Regions from separate parts of the Bactrocera dorsalis genome. Here region 2 is linked to region 1. The links are chromatin contacts, called in public Hi-C maps. All regions are on one chromosome and are shown on one strand. Each heading gives the region's core, a stretch centred on a gene start, on an enhancer-like site or on the middle of the called end of the contact. The rest is flanking DNA. Distances are from core to core; before and after follow the strand shown. Region 1 holds the start of LOC105232472 (serine-rich adhesin for platelets). Region 2 overlaps LOC105232472 (serine-rich adhesin for platelets).

Region 1 (3,433 bases), core at 700-3,199:
AGCTATATGCTATAGTCGTTCGATCTGAACAATATTTTTGGAGATTAGAGCGATGTCTTCAATAATAGTTTATATAAAGTTTTGTGAAAATTCCTTGCCAAACAAACGACTTTTCGGTACAAGGACTTCACTTCGATTGTTCAGTTTCTATGACAGCTAAAAGCTAAAGTGTTCCGATATTGGTCGTTCCTACAAATAAGCAGTTTTTTGGGGTGAAACGATGTATGATGTTTAGATCGATATCTCAAACACTGAGGGACTAGTTCGTGTATACAAATGAACGGACGGGCATACAGACGAACACGGTTAAATCGAGCTGAGTTGATGCTGATCATTTATATATATACTTTATAGGGTCTCCGACGTTTCCTTCTGTATATAAAAACTTCATGGCACACTCAATATATCCTGTTTAGGGTATAAAAGCGTCTAGAAGTTAACACCAAAATGTGTACTATTTTTTAAGTGTTAATTAAGACACGTTCCGCTGTCCACGCCGAGACACTTTTTTTCCGAGGGACTGCCGAAATGACAGTGGTGGACGGCTTTTAAATATTTTATATATATTTTTGAAATATAATTATATGTATTAAAGAAAACAACACTAAAAAAATTAAAATATAAAAAAAAACAAATATTTAAGTTAAAAAAAAAATTAATAAAAAATAACCCCAAAAAAAAACGAAATTTAAGAAACCAATAAAACAAAAAAAAAACGAATAAAAGAAATTTAAAAAAATTTAAAGTGTGTTGACATAAATTAATGCCATAAAAAAACAAGTTCTTAAGTAAAAAAACAATAAAAAAATAATAATAAAAATGTATAATACCATAGTAATCACAACTTCTACTTACTTATTTGACATTATCGCTTGAAGATAACGTAAAAAATATCCGTTAGTCGCTAGTATGAAATCTCATTTGGGATATCCGTTTCGTAAATCCACATAAAAATGCTTCCAAAATGATAGAAGTGTTTTTTGATGGAATATGAAGGGTTAGAGTTTTATTTCAATGCCAAGTGCTGTTGCTGAAGTTGATGTGATGTTTAGAACTCGCTTTTTGAGATTTTTTCAGATTTTCGCAGTGCAGGTGTTTTAGTTAAAGTTGAAATTTAGTTACTTATGTTTAGTTGAGACGGTTAGTGAAATACTCTTATTGTTTAATATTATGTGAAGTTTTGAAAATTTAAGTTATGAATGGAAAATGTTGAATTAGTACTGTTATTTTGAAATTTTATTTGTTGTAACTGCAAATTATTTGAGGCCTTTCACTTATTTATATAAAGCATTGCTGACGAATTTGCGTTTGCACACACCTCGAAATGTGTAATTAGCACCTTTTTCATTTCTTGCAGATATTCGTAAATGCCAGCCAGCGGTTTTGAGACGCAATTGCTTGCACAGACGGCCAAATTTAGTGACTGAGCCAGTTGAGGAAGACTACACAAGCGATTTAGCACACGAAATAATGGCAATAACTGTTAATTTGACATATGGAAGTGTTGTGTATATAAAAAATAAGCTTAGCACAAACTTAGTTTAGTTGTTATACAAAATAATTATTATAATATTCACACTTATTGATATATTTTGCACATTTTTTAGTTTTTTATTTACATTTTTTTAACGATTTATCTTTGCTTTTGAGCTTTGAAACACTATTCTTCACTTATTCAATATTTTCTTATTGGATTTCTCACTTCTTAAACAATTACTTTTATGCTTAAGCGTCAGCACACGGATCTGTTTAAGCATTTTTCTGCCTCGAACACGTCGCTTTCAAGATTTATGTACTATATGCACTATGTATGTGTTTGCTTCGTGCTGCATGGCACTCTCGTACCCGCGCTCGCGCATTCTATTAGATCTAAATACAAAATTAACTTCGCGGCTACGCGGCTACGTGTTCCGAAAATCAAGTTGCGCTTAAGTTCAACGTTAAAAAGTAACTGAATTCCGAGTAAACGCTCGAACCGCTGAGCACTGCATTGGTAAGATCGATCGTACGCTGAAACACTCTCCCGGCGCGGCGCGACGCGGCGCACTTTCTTAACACGAGACTTACCTTGCTTCAGCTGCTACGGGCCGCCCGAAAAGACCGGCTTCAACAAGTCTAGGCGCGTTGCCCGCTTGTTGGCTGCAAAGAAAGACGAGCATAAGACAATACACAAACACCAACACACCGCAACATTGTTACCTTGCACTTCCCGCGCGGGTCCCCCGTATGTCATAATATGCTCAGTTGTGACGAGTTGGCTGCTGTCTGACTGGCTTTACCTGTGGCTCCGCGCACACCTTTGCATTCGCAACTGTGTTCGTTCGTGTTTGCGCTCAAACATGTTCGTTCGGCCTCAAGCGCAGCTTTGGTTTTGTGGTCGTGTGGGGCTTTGTGACACGCCAAGAAACTGGTTGGTTGGCTTAGACGAAAAGCGGTCGTGTTTAAGTGCGCCACACATTGGATATTCCTGATTCTTAAGCATAATTCTTGCAGTCGGTACGTGCCACACTAATAGCCATCGTGGCTCACGAGGTACGAGAAATCGATGACATTGACTTTTTGGTAGCTACATACATACATATGTGTGTGTGTAGATGTTGGTGTGAGAAGAAAAAAGCAAAAAAATGATAAATCGTTAGAATCAAAGAAGCAGTCGGTAATTCGCTTGAGTTTGGCCCAGTCTTAGCCAAAGGCAATGACACGGCAAAGACTTCGTTAGCGTAATGGAAGAATTAATATAATGGCAAATAAGAAGCTGAGAGCATAACTTAATGGACTATGAAGCTGTATGAAATTGAAGTTCATCAAACAAATTTTGAATATATTAAACTTAATTGAGATAGAAAATACCTCATAGCTGTACAACGGTTCAGTCTTATAATCAATATTGAAGGATACGATAATTAGCAACTCTGCTTTTACCTATAGGAATGGACAGTTCGAACAATGAGCTGGCAAGCACACATTCTCAAGCTATATCCAGACATTTCAAAAACCGTTATTGAGAAACGACCGTGGAAATTTCATTGCCTACTAAGATCTTCTAAGGAGAATCGTCCGTAGAGATTTAATTTCCTTCTAAGATCTCACCAACCACTTAGTATAAAAATCGTGCATTAAGATGTCATTGTCTCCTGAGATCTCACCAATCGCTTCTAACATTATGGTTTATATAATAGTAGTTCCAAGTTAGACAAAATGATATACGATTTCGAAGTTATGACTGTCAACAGTAATGTGGGAGCCCAGTCGCGAGTGCGACGACTGTTTGTTTGATGGCGGGAGATAATTAGTATTGCCCTCGTTCACTACCAGGGATCGCCTCAGATGTTACTAAGATCTAAAGGCAGGTTGAGAGATTTCGTATGAATATTGCGCTCTAGTCAGAGGAATAAAATTTTGAGGTATATTTAGGGAACAAGAATAGGTTAGG
Region 2 (3,433 bases), core at 510-3,009, 39 kb before region 1:
CAATTCGTCTGTCTCTTCAGTTTCTTCCGTTCCTAACGGGTGATCTAAGTAGCGGTACTTTTTGAATAGCCTCTTTTTGACAGATCACGCGTGAGTCATGTCAAACTGTCATATTATTGTTGTTCAGTATTGCTTGGTTTTTACGTTTGGGCCGGTCGATTGGTCACCAGGATCGCAGCATATCACACCATTAGACTTTTTCTTATAGAGATACTTATGTAAAGTCTAAGCCTTCGATTCAGGCAATGGAGTAAGACATCATGCGTGTCATTCGCCAGTTACTAGTCGAAATGCTAGAACGAGTCATCAAATATTGAATGCCAAAGAATATTATTTCGACTGATAGAACATTCCTTATTAAATTTGAAGTTTCTGTGTTTTTTGTCAAAAAAAAAGTGGGGAACCTCGAAATGGCTCACACTTCATATTCCTTACTTATTTTACTCATTTTACTTTTTAAGGGTATATGGCCCTTATATAGTCATGGTAAATAGGTATCAATTCGAACTGACTGACTTAAAGAAAAGCTCTTCAGTGTTCGTGAGTATTGAAACAGAACTAAATCGCATTCCATTTCATTTCAATTCCCCTCTTTAAATGATACATAAATGAAATTCTTTGTTGATTACTTAGCCAAAGGCAGGGGCATTCTGAACTCAATTAGATCACAAGTTATAGATGCTCTTATGCACTTACTTATACCCTTGTTTCAGAAATGTGAGTTCATTCATTTGGATCTCAAGTTGAACTTTTACACAGGTATTTGAGATACAATTCTTAAAGACTTGAACGAAGTATTCTTTTTCGACTAAACTATTTGAAAAAAAAGTCGCGAAATTTTTTTTTGTAAAAAATGTCTGCCAAAAATTCAATCTTCAGTTTGTTTCCTTCGTCCAATTTCTAAGTTAAGGTTTTAACTAAAGATAACTTTCCAGAAAGTTTCAGAATTTCTTTGTTAATAGTGTATATTTTTAACAATAAAAAATTCTAAAAAAATATTTAATTTTTTATATGATAAAAAATTGTTGAAAAAATGCTGTTTTTTACACGAGGCAACCCATGTAACCTCTTAACAGCTTTTCAAAGGTAAAATCACCTTCGCCAGTTGATTTAATAAATGGTGATTACTGGTTAACGTAACTAACTCCTTCTTTTTGGAAGCATATATTCAACAAGGACTATTTCCACACCTCTTGAGTTAGTAAAAGACGCCGCCTTTTGTTGTTTGAATCGTTTTATGTGGAAACGCGAAAGTTTATATGACTAAGAGCAGATTACAATTCAGATTGATCTGAGTGATGCGCCCAATTTGCATTACAATACTCTTGTTATTGTTATTTTTTCAATTAACGCCCAGCTTGCCAATCGTGTGACGATATCTCGCCTTACAAAGTACGCAATGTGGGCGCGTGAATTCTGCGAAGTTCCCAGACATGGCGAACAGCTGACAGCGACACATGGAGCTCACAAACGCGAATGTCTAATGAATCACTCAGCTATTTACATATATACTTATATATGCAAGTGTAGTAATTGTTTTCTTTTCAATTTCATGTATTTTTACACCTTTTTGCTGTCTTGCCCGCCCGGTTTGCTTCTACAAACACAAGTAATTGCGCATGCGCTGTTGTTATTGTTATACGTTTTTTTTTTTGTATTTTCTCACTTAACGATCGATTTGCTGTGCACTTATGCATTCGAACAAACGCTCATTCCGATCACGTTCGCCGGAATTAAATGGATCGCGACGCTGTAACTGACCGCCAGTGACGCTCGCCATATGTAAATAGACGGCAAATGTTTGTTTGTCTGCGGCGTTATATGCAAATGCTTGTAAGAGTAGTAGCTGAGATAAATTGAAGCTTTGCAATTGAATCGTTTTACGCCGCGAGCGGTGTAAAATTACACGGGCTTTTGTTTGTGCTTACTTGGAGCCTCTTGTAAATGTATATATATGTGTATGAAGGTATGGAGGTATGTTTTTAAGTGTGTCTATAAGTATGTAACATGATTCGAGCGATCTGAATCGCCAGCTGCAACGCTGTAGCTTTGTCTAAGTGCTTAAACCCACATACATATAAACATAATATGCCTTATATGTGCTTATATCCATATGTATATATGTATGTATATAATTTATATATTTACCTTAATGTATGTATGTATGTAGCTAATAATTTGGTTCAGGTTTCAATTGTAATGCAGTTTAATTTTCCCAGCGTTTGCAGCGTAATTGTTTTACGATCTTTTTATACACAATTACTCTCATGTCTGTGTGTATATGTTGTTGTATTAAAGTGCATACAAACAAAATCACGTATGAAGTGTCAATGTTTTTATGCATTTAATTTATTTATCACTGTTTTATTTTCCATAATTATTATGCATATTTATTACACAAGCTTGCTAGCTGCAGCGCACACATACATACATATGTACATACATATGTATAGATATTTATGCACACAGTAGCTCATAATATGTAGTTGTCTAGGCTAAAAATAATCACGTACTTTTTTATGGTTTTTCGAAAATGTATTTTGATGAACACTCGGCATATTGATGAGCTCAAATCATGTATTTATTTATTTATTAAATAATGTTTTCAATAGCAAGCGGATTCAACTGTATAGAGAGAAACATTTAGGCTGTTCACGGTAAGGTGGTTATCGGGTTATGTGATTATTAGATTAAAAATAACCTCTATGCTCCGTGAGCACCCTATGTTGTATGGTTATTTGCTTATTTTTACACAAACAGCTGTTCATTGTTTACAATTTTAGTTCAATGAAACTCCAACTTATAAAATGCCTAAACAAAGTTTAAAAAGCAAAATAATCGAATTTAAAATAAGTTCTGCTATTCAGGAAATGGACTTTATTGAAGGTATGTGCTCATTAAATAATCCGAATTTTAAGGGTTCAAAAAATTCTTTGTATAAAATTTGCAGACATCTCGCATAATTTGCTGATTGTAAACAAAAAACAGCTGTTAATAGTAGATTTTCCAATAAGAAAATCTAAATGGAAATGCCATTCGCTTAGTTTTATTTATTTTTTGTGCTGCCATTTAGTAAAATTCCAACGACTTTCTAACACTGGAAATAAGCAAACAACCACGTAATCTGTAAACAAGGGCCTAGGTTGGTCAAATTTGGTTATTTTGTCATACCGCATTTTGTTGTTGTTTACTTAATCACATAACCCGATAACCACCTTATCGTGAACAGCCTAATTATTGTGGTTTCAGACAAAAGTCTGAAGAGGTTAAGGTGAATGCTTTAGGAGCAGGAAGAAAATGATCTAAAGCTTAAATCAGCGAAGAGTTAGCCGCAGTTTATTTTTTGCCTTGTTGCTTCTCTATGGAGGCGTCACCTTTCATTGTTGGGTAAAAGCGCTTCACATAATCAATATATTGGGTAGTCGAAAAATAA

The links. A called contact is a pair of places that touch in the nucleus more often than the background predicts.
Region 2: a Hi-C map of whole body shows a contact between it and region 1, with 4 times the contacts expected there. The contact joins the enhancer-like site here to the promoter of LOC105232472 in region 1. A contact is called at or near these places in 2 of 2 Hi-C or Micro-C datasets (both in whole body).

Annotation. Positions count from the first base shown.
Region 1 is chr1:2,680,847-2,684,279 of ASM2337382v1, reverse strand. LOC105232472 (serine-rich adhesin for platelets) reads right to left here and starts at 1,949. Exons shown (of 9, transcript XM_049458687.1): 1 at 1,319-1,949.
Region 2 is chr1:2,719,602-2,723,034 of ASM2337382v1, reverse strand. All of the region lies in intron 1 of LOC105232472 (serine-rich adhesin for platelets), which reads right to left. Among protein-coding and RNA genes, the nearest start is that of LOC105232472, 39 kb to the right of the region's middle. Within about 2 kb of position 1,759, the one cell type or tissue checked has open chromatin away from gene starts, as enhancers often do.